Regions from separate parts of the Mus musculus genome. Here region 2 is linked to region 1. The links are chromatin contacts, called in public Hi-C maps. All regions are on one chromosome and are shown on one strand. The core of a region is the stretch at or near the end of the contact, and the rest is flanking DNA. Distances in the headings are between cores, read along the strand shown.

The links. Hi-C and Micro-C count contacts between places; a contact is called where the count stands out from the background.
Region 2: a Hi-C map of the HPC-7 cell line shows a contact between it and region 1, with 2.2 times the contacts expected there. The contact joins two enhancer-like sites. A contact is called at or near these places in 5 of 484 Hi-C or Micro-C datasets (ECoMG myeloid progenitors, the HPC-7 cell line, embryonic stem cells and 2 more) and 1 of 115 datasets of contacts at active chromatin or transcription factors (bone marrow-derived dendritic cells).

What each region holds. Positions count from the first base shown.
Region 1 is chr2:145,260,260-145,266,125 of GRCm38.p6, forward strand. All of the region lies in intron 2 of Slc24a3 (solute carrier family 24 (sodium/potassium/calcium exchanger), member 3), which reads left to right. Among named protein-coding and RNA genes, the nearest start is that of Gm52529, 26 kb to the right of the region's middle. Within about 2 kb of position 2,107, at least 3 of the 459 cell types and tissues checked have an H3K27ac peak or open chromatin away from gene starts, as enhancers often do. A contact at or near this core is called in the HPC-7 cell line, where this site is marked.
Region 2 is chr2:145,507,523-145,513,978 of GRCm38.p6, forward strand. It overlaps Slc24a3 (solute carrier family 24 (sodium/potassium/calcium exchanger), member 3), which reads left to right. Exons shown (of 17, transcript NM_001356497.1): 4 at 5,232-5,306. It also overlaps the pseudogene Gm11759. Among named protein-coding and RNA genes, the nearest start is that of Gm14092, 44 kb to the right of the region's middle. Within about 2 kb of position 3,384, at least 13 of the 459 cell types and tissues checked have an H3K27ac peak or open chromatin away from gene starts, as enhancers often do. A contact at or near this core is called in the HPC-7 cell line, where this site is marked.

The sequences.
Region 1 (5,866 bases), core at 857-3,356:
GATGTTATTTTCAAATTAATGTAAATGATATCTTGCTCCATTAACATTAACATGCTGTGGTTCTCCCCTCGGGTTAGAGCAGAGCTCTATGTATAGACTCTGGCTCATTTTTTCCTGATATATATCTTATTTACATGTAGCCCAGCAATCCATATGAGGGTTAGTTTTAGTTTCTGTTCTTATCTATGGGCATTAATATTCTCACCATCATATCTCACCATTTTTAAGTGAGGAGATTTAGACCAAACAGGTAAACAACCTATGTAAGGTCTGAATATAGCTGTGCAGCCAGAGAATAAGTCCACCCTTTTCATTTTAGGCTGGTGGTCTTTCTCACTATTAACAAGATCACCCTCCAGAGGATAATACAAGTAAAAGTGTGGTCCCTACATCGGCTGAAAGTTATGGGAAGGGAGATGAATCCTTTCAGACCTGAGTGTAAATATGCTGTCAAAAGGTTGTTCCTGTGTGTTAGCAGGGGCTGTTTGTTGTGTCAAGTTCCCCTTTTGTGTTGTCACCACTAGATATGGACAGCATTGTCACCAATCCTCTGACCTGGTAACTACTAGAAGAATACCCACTCCTGACTTCCTGCATACACAAAAACTTGAGAACTCCATTCACCAGGACATCTAGTACTTCATAGAAGTACAGATAGCTGTGAGGAACAGTATCTCCAAACTCCTTCAAGATGCAGCCATTGATGTCTTTAGTTAGCATCTATTTTGTTTCTCATTTAAACTGAATACAATGCCTTACTGAGCAAAAGCTTTTTAAAAAGATTTATTTATTTATTTATTTATTTTATGTATATGAGTACACTGTAGCTGTCTTCAGACACATCAGAAGAGGGCATCAGATCCCATTACAGATGGTTGTGAGCCCCCTTGTGGTTGCTGGGAATTGAACTCAGGACCTCTGGAAGAGCAATCAGTGCTCTTAACTGCTGAGCCATCTCTCTTGTCCTGAGCAGAGTTTTAAAATCAGTTATGACCAAAAGGGATCAATCATATCTTCCCTTATTTCTCTTTAAAATTCAGCACTTAAAAATAGCCAAGGTTTATAAGTTTCTCAGAAGGTGTCCTGTAACATTAACGATGCCTTTTACTTTCCCAAGGCATAGGATGGTTGGAATGTTCTTCAAACCACCTGACTCTGTTCCATTTCATTGAAAGACCTATGGGTAGCTTGTGTTCCTAAGCTGATGAGCTAAGCAAGATGTGGTGGTGCAGGCTTGTCATTCCACCTGCTCTGGAGGCAGAGTTCATGAGTTTGAGGCCAGCCTGGTCTCAAAAGTGAAATTTCCCGTATATCATGCTGACTCTTTTACTGGGAAGTTTGTCTTAAGATCTCTCTACAGGCACCCTGTCAAAACCTCCTCTCTAATTCTCTATTCATGACTTGGTAGGCCTTTTCATAAAGAAGTTCATTAGGATGGTGTAAGCTATGGCCCTCCACACTGTGAGCTCACTTCCTGTTACATGAGGTTGTCACAAGGAGGATGCTATCACCTGTGAGCCTGTTACATCATGTGTGGATAGTAATTGTTAGCCATTGCTAGGGTAGTCATTTCACTAGAGACCTGAATGAAGGGCGACCATCCTTCCCTGCCTTGACTGAATTGTGTCCTGCATTAATAAAGCTGTGGCAATTTTATTTTCCCATTCTTCTGGAATTTGGCTTCTTTGGGGTCTTTAAGGACACCATAGAGAGGACTAGTCCCCGCCCCTGGTACTGTAGGATTTTTTGGTAACATAGGAGACAGAAATCCCATTCATTCCCTAAGAACCTCTCTGCCATAGTTCTACTGGGCTCTACCATCCAGCTGCCCTCAATGGTCCAAGGAATTTCGTGTGCCCTGAAAGAGCTAAGAAAGGAGACAGTGAGGTTCCAAGATGTCCATTCTTGTGTTTTCTGTTCTTGAAAGAAAATGAGAGTGAAAATCCCTTAAAGTTAATGACAAAGCAATTTACAAGGGAGGAACTGTGTCAGGAAAAACTTGCCACCAAACAACAAATTGAGTGGAGCGTTTGGAGTAAGATGGGCTATGAGGGAAGGAAGTGATGGGAGTTTGTTGTGGGCATCCTAACTGTCTGGCTGAGTAGATAATTCACACACCACAAACAAACCTGGGCTGGAATGATTTGGCCCCATCTGTCTTTTAAGAGCTTATTTTTACCTCTTAATTTTTTTTTTAAAGCAAAGTGGTAGTTGTGCTTCTAAGTTTACTTCTAGTTGGCTGCCTGTAATTGTTTGTTCACATATGATGTATGTGGGTTGTTAGCAGCTTTCTGCTGAAGATCGATCAGGGGCTATCACATCCCTGGAGAAGCATAATCCCTTGGGCTCCATTGAGTTGGTAACTCTCAAAAGTCACATTTCTTTCTTCAGAATTGTGGTCTTTTCCCAGAGGTAGGTTTTCAGTTGTTTTCTTTTTTGCTTTCACCTTTACTTTTCTCTTTTCAGGGCTTCCTGGTGTTCTCAGTTTTTCTAGGAGAAATGAGAATATTACAGTCTAGCCATGTCCATGAGAACACTTGATTAAATGATAGTTTTTGTTAACTACTTCTGAAACTCTTACTTGTGTTAGTCAGTTTTCTGCTATTATGACAAAGTATCTGAGATAATCAGCTTATAAGAAAGTCAGGACTGGAGAGATTGCTCAGTGTTTAAGAGCACTGGCTGTCTTCCAGAGGACCTGAGTTCAATTCCCAGTAACCACATGGTGGCTCACAACCATCTCAGCACTCACTATGTGTGGGGCTGGTACATAAACCACTTAGAGAGTAAAGGGTTTGTGGAAAGTGGCGACACCTGTTAAAGACTGGGTGCAGTGCTAAATCTTGGGGTGCTGCTCTTCCAGGAACCCCATTCTTTGTCTTATTTTTTTCATTTTTTTATTCTTGTAAGAATTGTGTATATGAGTACTGTATTTACATCATTTTTACTCTTCCTCCCTACCCCTTCAACTCTTCCCACCCCCCTTGACTTGTTCTCAAATCTATAACCTCTTCAATTATTATTGTTTTACACACACACACACACACACACACACACACACAGAGAGAGAGAGAGAGAGAGAGAGAGAGAGAGAGAGAGAGAGAGAGATATCATCTATAGTGTCCATTTAGTGTTGCTCATGTGCAAATGTGTTTAGGAATGGCTATTTGAGGATGGATAGCCTACCTACCTGGGGATCCATTCCTGGAGAAAACGAATTGTCTGTCTTTTGGCAATCATTGTTTGCCTTTAGCTCTTCATCAATGGGTCTACTTTAGGTGACCATTCTGTTAAGATTTCAATGGGGGCAGCTTCCCTGTTATGTATAGAAGATATCTAGCAGAGGACATTCTGGTCCTTGGGCTCTTATACTGTTGTTTCTCCCCTTCTTCCATGATGTTACTTGAGTCTTGTGTATAGGCATTGCATTGCAGGTTCCAGTTGGGATTGGGTACTCCCTGTTCACTTGTTCTCTGCATTTTGACCAGTCAATGACCTCTTCAAATAGTCACTATCTGCTTCTAGAAGAAGCTTCTTTGATAAGGGGCAAGAGCTACACTTATATATGTGTATAAGGATAAATATTTAGTATACAGCTAGGAATTATTTGAGTTCTAGAAAATAACAGTAGTAGGTTCTTCTCTAGGTCCCATAGCCTATCCAACCAATGGTAGTTGCCTAGGTTTACAATAACAGGCATGAATTACATCCTAATGAGTAGGCTTTTAAGTCCAATCAGATACCCTTTGGTTCCCCACGAGATATAAATTCCACTACTGCACTAGTGGAAATATCTTGCAGGACCAGGCATTGTCATGATTCTTAGGCTTTACAGTGGGGTAGGGTATTGATTGATTTTCTCTGTTTGCAGTTTATCTATCACATTCAGATACATTGAAAGGCAGTCCTCAGGAAAGAGACTGATAAAATAGCTGGGAGCTCATTTCTTCCAAGACTTATATTTGTAGTCTTTAGCAATAGGATTTACTTTCAAGTTTTGGGAGACAACTGAGTACACTGGAAATAGCCTATATTGTTTTGGGGTCATTTGGACCCCTTTATGGTCCTTACTCTAGATAGATGTACTAATATAGCTTGAGTCTCACAGGACACTGCATAGCAGCTGTGCCCATGAGGTGTTTCCTGAGAACCCTTGACTGACCTTTCTTCTTACAGCTGAGGCTTCCAAGGACTAGAAGAAGTTTGAACCTCTGATGAAGGTGTTGGTTGAAATGAAGTGTAGGCCATAGTAAAGTCGAGGAGAAGAATTGAAAGAACATTTTGGCACGGAAACTACATTCATGTGACTAGATTTGGCACTACCTTGTCCATGACTCAGTTAGATGGTTTTCCAGTTTTCCAGTGAGGTTACTCTAAAGAAAAAATTTATAATTGTGCCTCTTATTAAATAGTACCTAAAATACTTCAGGGACCTGATCCTCTGAAGCATGTATTTTATGTATGAAATATACCAACGAATAAGATCATTTGTTAAGGCTCCTGCTAGTGTGAAAGGGAATGGTTTTATTTTTTTAAGAAGATACATAAAAATATCCATGAATAGATCAAAAAGCTCACATGGAGAAGAAGGATAAAATTTAGGAAAAATAGACATCTTGTTTGTAAAACTCTTTATATAGAGCTATCCAGGTAGAAAGCCCTCTGAGAGTTAGGCCTTTGTCTAGCATGTATCCTTTTTTTTCCACCCCCTCCTAGGGCCTAAACCAGACCTTGGCATGGGATAGGTTCTAGTGAGTTATTTGGTGAATGACTGAACAAATGAATAAAGAGCATAATGACTATAAATGACTGTTGTAGGTAGGACCTACTTGAAATCTCAGCACTCATTGGTCCTACAATGTGGGACAGTGGAGGGCAGATCCTTGGATGAAAAAAAAAACTGTTTGTGGTTAGCTATCAGAAGGATTCTGTCCAAAAATTCATTGATTTTGAAGTAAATAACTAATAACACTTGACTGAAAATTAGATGTGGCAGGGGGATGCTGAAAATGTGTTTCATTTAGAAATAACTTTGGATAAAGCCCAGGGAAGAAACTTCTATCATTCACCCTTCTTAGAGAACACAGACCACCATATCACGTGAGAGATCTGATGCCATTTCACTTTCTAAGCTTCTGAGAGCCACAGTGACAGATCTGTCTGATCCTTTTTAAGTTTCCATTTCCCGAACCAATGGAACATCTTTCTGTTAATCTCTGTTAACCCCTCAGGAATCTAGGCTCCTGTAAAACACATCTGGAGACAGGCCTATCCAGGAGGGTGTGAATCCATGCTTCCTGTCTAGGACATAGACTTCCACATGCTTCCAGATCCAGCTTACGGGTTTCTGAAGCTTCTCACCATGGACAGCCTCAAAGACACACAGCACAAAGCCCCAGTTACTCAGAGCTAACTATTTGTCTGTTTTGCCCATTCAGATGCTGGCTTGTTTAAGTCATCACATTAATATAGTGGTTCTCCATCAGCCATGGTTTCAACATGTGTGACTTGAGTTACTCATGATTAACCGAATTCTGAAAATTTCAAATGGGAAATCCCCAAAATTTATAACTTTGAAATTATGTGATGTTCTAAGTATCAGTGTGACAGCATATCCATCTGTTCCTGTCCTTAAGAGAGATGTCCTGCACATGATTCACTCCCGTGTCTAATGTATGTATCCATGCTGTATACCCTGCCTTCCCCATAGTTACTTAGTCACCTAGTCTCAAATATCAGATTGACATTGTTCATCTTCATCCCATATGTCTTATGTAGTAATGTTTCCCCAGCTCAAGTGTTGTGGTGCTAGCAATTCAGCTATGTTGGCAGAAGTTGTCAATTGTTTCTTTTAAATGAAAAGATG
Region 2 (6,456 bases), core at 2,134-4,633, 250 kb after region 1:
AATTTTTAAAAAACTAAAGTTTGACATTCTTGGCACAAATTCACTTCTTAGCAGTCTCTGAGTAGTATATTCTTTTAGCAAATGAAGTGTACATCAGTAGAAACGAATGGGTGTGGTTCTCCCTGTCCTTGGAAGTTCTTCTGTGTCATTTTGTCACTTAAGAAGTTTGAAAGTCTGCCTTCTGGGTAATCAGTCACTGTGACTATCTCTGTTACCTTTTCTGTGTCTCAATTGCCACATACAAAAACAGTCACTTGACTCAAATGTCCTTGGGTTTCCTTGATTTGTTGAACTTGGGTTGGGCTTGGCCAGTTGCAGCTGCTCTATACTGGAGAGTTATCTTTTTGTCTCCTGATCTCTGACAGGCTTGGCAGGAATTAGTAGAGTGAAGGGCGCTGCTGCCTGTGTCTTTTCCTCCAGCGGGCTGGCTTGGCCATGTCCCCAGAACATGGCCACTGTTGCAACAGTAAGAATGGATTGTGAGATGTGTCCCTTCCCCCAGGCACCTTTGCCCATTTTTTTCCCACATGCTCCCAAAACAATATGGTAGGCCAACTGCATGGACACTGATTAGTCCCACACTGGAGGCTTCATAAAGTGAGAAGAGTCACTTGAATTTACACAGTGAGAGTCAATGTGCCCCTTCAACTTTCTGGGTATCCTCCCATGTTACAGAAATTTTCTGCTAGATACCAGCAATGATACTGGCTGGGCCGGGACTGTCCAGGTCACAGAAGTCATTCTGTGCCAGCCTGGCCTGAAACATGGAAGATATAAATACTTGGTGGATGTTGCTGCCATTCAGGAAAAGGGAGTCTAGATTCATAAACAAAACCCATTCATATTTCCGACTATGAACAAACAATGCTATGTGCATGTTCCTAATCTGACAGCTCTCCTAAGCTCCAGAGAAGAGAAGAACCCCGTGATCTTCAGATTTAAGCCAAAGCTCCAGAGATGACCTGCCCCTTCTCTCCATATGCCCATCATCTCCACCCCAGGCCTCACATTGACTTGTTCAGATTTCATATCTGTCTTGTATTTTACAGAAAACCTTTAAAAAGAAAAAGGCATGAAAGAGTATCATCAACCCTGACAGATGGCCCTAAAGTGGATGGCTAGGACTCATGTTCCTCTCTCCCCAAGGTTGGAAGAGACAGAAAAGCAGAAGGCAAGCTTTAAATCAGAGGTACCGCCAATGAGACCAGACCTGTGTAGAGGGAATTGGGCTCAGAGAAGGGTGGAGAAGGACCTGAGGTTCAATCTAAGCCTCGCCAGTTTCTTGTCGTATCTCCCTGCATTGTCTGAGAAATGAACTCAAGGACTGCTTGCCTCCCACAAGTACCAGAAGAACTAAGAGAGACAGTTCTGTAAAGGACCTGGGGTAGGATCTCAAACAGGGGCAAATGTTATTATTCTCCTCTTCAATGATATGCTCTATCCTTTGGAAACGTAGGACAGTACAAATGAATCCGAAAGTGCCTTAGCCTTCTGCAAAGATTCCTGCCAGCTGTATGAAAAGCCCTATAGATATTCCACCTCCTGTAAGAGTCTTGCACCATCTGCACTTTGATCCTTTGTTTTGGGTCCTTTGTTCTCTTAGGACACTTTATTTTCTTGGTGGGAACCTGCTTTTCCATGAGTCTCATGGGAGAGATCTACAGAGGATTGTAGTCATAGAAGCAGCCTCTTCTTCACTCCTGCTCTGCAGATGCCTTAAAGTGCCCTACAGCAGGCAAGGCGCCTCCACATATCTCACAGGCTTCATAGCATCCCCTAATGTGCTTTGTTATAGGATGTTTGATTGACAGTGTCTATGCCCACCTCACCTCCCCTGTCTCATGAACCAAAATCAGTATGGTTTCCACAGTTACTACCCTAGAAAGCACAGAGAGCTTGGCAGATCTGTTCAGTTCTTATCCCAGCTCAGTGTTAGAGTATTGGATAGAGGTTCTGGTCATGCAATAAGATCAATACTTAATATGGGGACACGCTCTTACTGAGAGGGTGCGTGAACTTCCAAGCAGTGCCAGCTGCTCCAATGAGCTGCCTATGTCAGTGATGGACAGCTTATTTAGGTCTTGGTTAATCCACAGATGTGTTGCTCTGTATTTCAATTACTTAATTTGGATGTCCTTTCAAGGATAATGTTAAAACCTGCATGTCATTGGATCAGCCAAGTTATACAGCAAAAGAGGGTTTGAGTCTATTACAGTTTGGGGAGGTATTTCTGGCTGATCCACAGAGCTGTATAATAAAGCATGAATTTTTTTATTTGACATATTCAAAACTGCTATGGGCAAATGATTTTGTATAGATTGTATCAAGCAATAAAAAAATTATTTTAGAGCCTTTTCTGGGTGCTACTTTTCCTGGCTTCTCAGAGGTCAGTCAAGTATAAAAAAAAATCACCTTTAAAATTTCCTACTACCAATATAAATCACACATGACATGCAAATTTAGGGTTAAAGGGAAAAAGATGGCTTATGATTATAAGATAGGCAGATTCATTCTGGTTAAGAAATATGGCTATTACTTTGACAGCATGACAAACTCATATGCAAATGTTCTTATGTGTGTGAGTCAGTCCACACACACACCTAAACAAAATGACAAAAGAGAGACTAATTTTTTTTTTAGTTTCTTCTTTTTATTAACGCATACACAACTACTTGTCTTCTGGTTTGTTGAAGCAGTAAGTCAGACAACACTTGCCACAGTAATGCCTGTCCAAGTGGCTTCCCATGAAAACTCCAGCACCACACTCATCAGAAGGACACTCGAAGTCAGCTAATTTTGCCATTTTGATCCACCTTACAGTATTTCAGCACAGCTAACTTAACCTTCTTCCTCTTATGCTTGTTCTTCTTGGGAGTGGTGTAAGACTTCTTCTTCCTTCTCTTAGCACCACCCCAAAGTCTCAACACCAGATGAAGGGTGGACTCCTTTTGAATGTTGTAGTCAGACAAAGTCCGGCCATCTTCCGGAGGCTTACCAGCAAAGATCAGCCTCTGCTGATCAGGAGGAATTCCTTCCTTATCCTGGGTCTTGACCTTTACATTTTCTATAGTGTCCCAGGGTTCAACCTCGAGCGTGATGGTTTTCCCCGTAAGGGTCTTCACAAAAATCTGCATCATGGCGGCTCCACCCACGATGGCAGATCAGAAAAGAGAGAGACTAATTTTTAATGTTTTCATCGACTAGTGTAGTGCAGATATATTTTCTTATCACTAAATAAATACCTATCCACACAAGCTCTCTTGACAGCATTGCAAGGAACGATGAGTCACAGCTGATCTAACGATCCCCTGTGGTGTACGTTGGTAGGTTTTGATAATTTAGCATAGTCTGCAGTTTGGAACACTTCCTCTTTGTGCTTTTGTGTCACAGTTCCACAAAATGGAGTGTTACATTGTACTTGACACTCTCCCTGTCCTGTGGGAGTGAAGGACCACATACACATGGAAAAAAGTCAAGTGCATACAAGGGAAGCCAGGGGACAAAATTAGTGCCCTGGCCAAGAGTCAAAAGCCTGAGATCATTTCCAGCTAGGACTGTAGCACAGACCTCAGGAAAGAAAGCTGAAAGCAACAGAAACTCCACTAAGGCTAAGTGCAAAAGGCAGAGTGTTGGCTCAGGAAACTGGAATGCTCACTTGGTTTCAACCTGAGCTGAGAGCAGTGTTCACATGATGTTGGTGCGTGCATGCATACGTGTGTGTGTGTGTGTGTGTGTGTGTGCGCGCGCGCGTGTGTGTGTGTATGGGTGTGGGGGGTGTGCACGTGTGTGTGCACGGGTGTGCACATGTACCTGTTGTTCCTGTTGGTTCAGCTTCTTAATGTAGTAACACCATTATCAGGCTCTCTATATATGGCTGCTATCTCTGGTAGCTACAGGCTTGAGGGGTATTTATATTCTATAAATCACTGCCTGGCCTTCCTACCCACTGATCACTTTGTGACAAGAAATGGCATGTTCTGGTTTCTGGCCTGGGTCTTATGCTGTGTGCCCTCTGTGACTGGGGGCCAATGCTGTGAAATAGTAATCAGTGAGAAAACATGATAAAAGACAGTAATAAATATACTAGTGGGAATTCTGGAGATTGAGCCGGTACTGGAAAACACTTTAGGTTACAAATACTAGAATATTCCGAATCAAACTGCCCCAGCAATGCTGCTGGTATACTCTGGAGTCCAGAGGTATTGTGGGTTCTAATACTATATGATCTGTGGCTCCATGATGACACTCTAAGTCTAAGGATGCCACGCTTCTCCACAGCTAGCAACAGAGGGTGAGAAACATCTCTCTTTGAAAAGTTGGTAACTCTTTCTTTTTATCTGATTGGGTCTAAGTCATGTGCCTACCTCTGAACCAATAGACATCTCCACTAGGAATACTGAACACCTATTGTAATCCATATGTAATCCTGGAGAAGAGGTAAGACACATTCTACCAAAGGCACTGTGAATATGGGAAGGTGCTGGGGTCCCCTGAAGAAGTGAGAGGTGTGTGATGGGTGGTCACTCAACACTGGATCCAAAAAAAAAAAAAAAGGTCAATCTCTGAGATGATACCTCAAATAAAGGAAAGGATGATCTCTGACTAGAAGGTGAAATTCTAGGAATGCCCTAGTGATAGTTGACCCCGATGTGGAAGCACATTTGCTATCTTGCAGGAACCAGGTAGTAAGCTCAGCTACTGGTACTTTCAGGCCAGCCATGGGATGGAGGATGTAACAGTAATTACAAGAGGAAGTTCATGTCTTCATGAAATTCTGGTGATGGAAACTGACAACAGGCTGATGGAGTTAACCTATAACCTACCCCCCCCCAAAAAAAAAAGGCAAGATGAGGGGATACAGAAGGAAAGGTGATCAGGGAGTCAGGCTGGCATTTGCAAAGCATGGTGGAGTGAAACAATGGTATATCAGAGAAGATATATTCTTCAGTAGCTCTGGGTAGAAGAAATGAGTGCAAATGCCCTGAGGCAGGTGTCCATGGTTCTCTTGGCATCTCAGAAGGGGGACAAGAGACAATTTGGAGGTAGTGAGGTAAAAGGAGAAGCTAAAGCAAGGCTACAGTTCTTTCAGGAACTGCAAAGACTTTGTACTTACTCTGAATAAGAAGCTAAGTTTATGATAAGAGAAGATATGAATTGAAGGAAAAGATGATCAAACCCTTTGCCCTTGGCTCTCCCTGACTCTTAATGCTTTCTCCTCTGCTCTCTTTCAGGCCATGTACATGTTCTATGCGCTGGCCATTGTGTGCGATGACTTCTTCGTCCCATCCTTGGAAAAGATCTGTGAGGTATGCACAGGTATATTCCCAGTGTGCCTGAGAGAGGCCTGGGATGGGGACTCTGGTCTGGCATGTTATAGTCCCATCTCCAAGATCCTGGAGAGTCGTAGATGTTAAGCACCTGAGTGCCTGAGAAAGGACAGTATTGGCTCAGTCTGCTTAACACTTCAGAGCGTGGTGGATGGCTAGGAATTAACCCCCCTCACCAGCTCTCCCGACTGCATCCATCATTACTGCTAGTGCTACAGTCTTCTCTGCATATCCGTGGGAATAGTTCCAGACTGTTCACCAGAAACATAGTTTGTGGACACTCTAGCATGTGAAGTGCATGGAGAAAGGGGCAGTATTTGCAAACAACCCACATAGATCCTCCTATATCCTTCATCACCATGACATAAATCCTGTGGAGACAGATGCTATACTCTGTTGCTTAGGGAATAATGACAAGACCAAAGCTGTGTGTTCCTTGTAGGTAAATTGTTTTTCAAATAACCCTGGTTCCCTGTGTGTTAAACCCACAGTCAGCACCCCAGGCCTGGAGCGTCATCTCTATGTTGGGCTCTATCCCTCTCCCGCTTTTCACTTCTGCTGCTTCTTGTTCTCTATCATTCCTTCTACTTCTCTTTCCATCATTTCTTCCCTCTGGAGTCCTGTTGGGGTAAGAACCTATCACTACCACATGTCTCCCTTATACTCCCTCTCTATTTATACTCTGGGTGGATGCCTGGCAGGCTCTGGGGCAAGAGAGCTGGGCACAGAGTATTTGTTGTGAATTTTGTACCCATTATCATAGAAAATGCCAGGGTGAACAGCAAGTTTAAAAACAAATATTCAGGGGTCGGCAGGATGGATCAAGCACTGGCCGTCAAGTGTGATGGCCTGAGTTCAACCCTCAGGTCTCACAAGGTGGAAGGAGAAAACAGACTCCAACAAGCTGTCTTCTGATCTCCACATATGTACCCTGGTACCTTCACTAAATGTGTACATACACACACACACACACACACACACACACACACACACACTGAATAAATGAACCTAAAAAGGTTTCGTTAATGTTCACCCTATCAAGAAAGCTCTCATTCCTCTTCACTTTCATCCCACTGTTCTGAGATCTAGTTTTCTTATGTGCAAGCTTTGCGTTTTCTTTGATCTACTG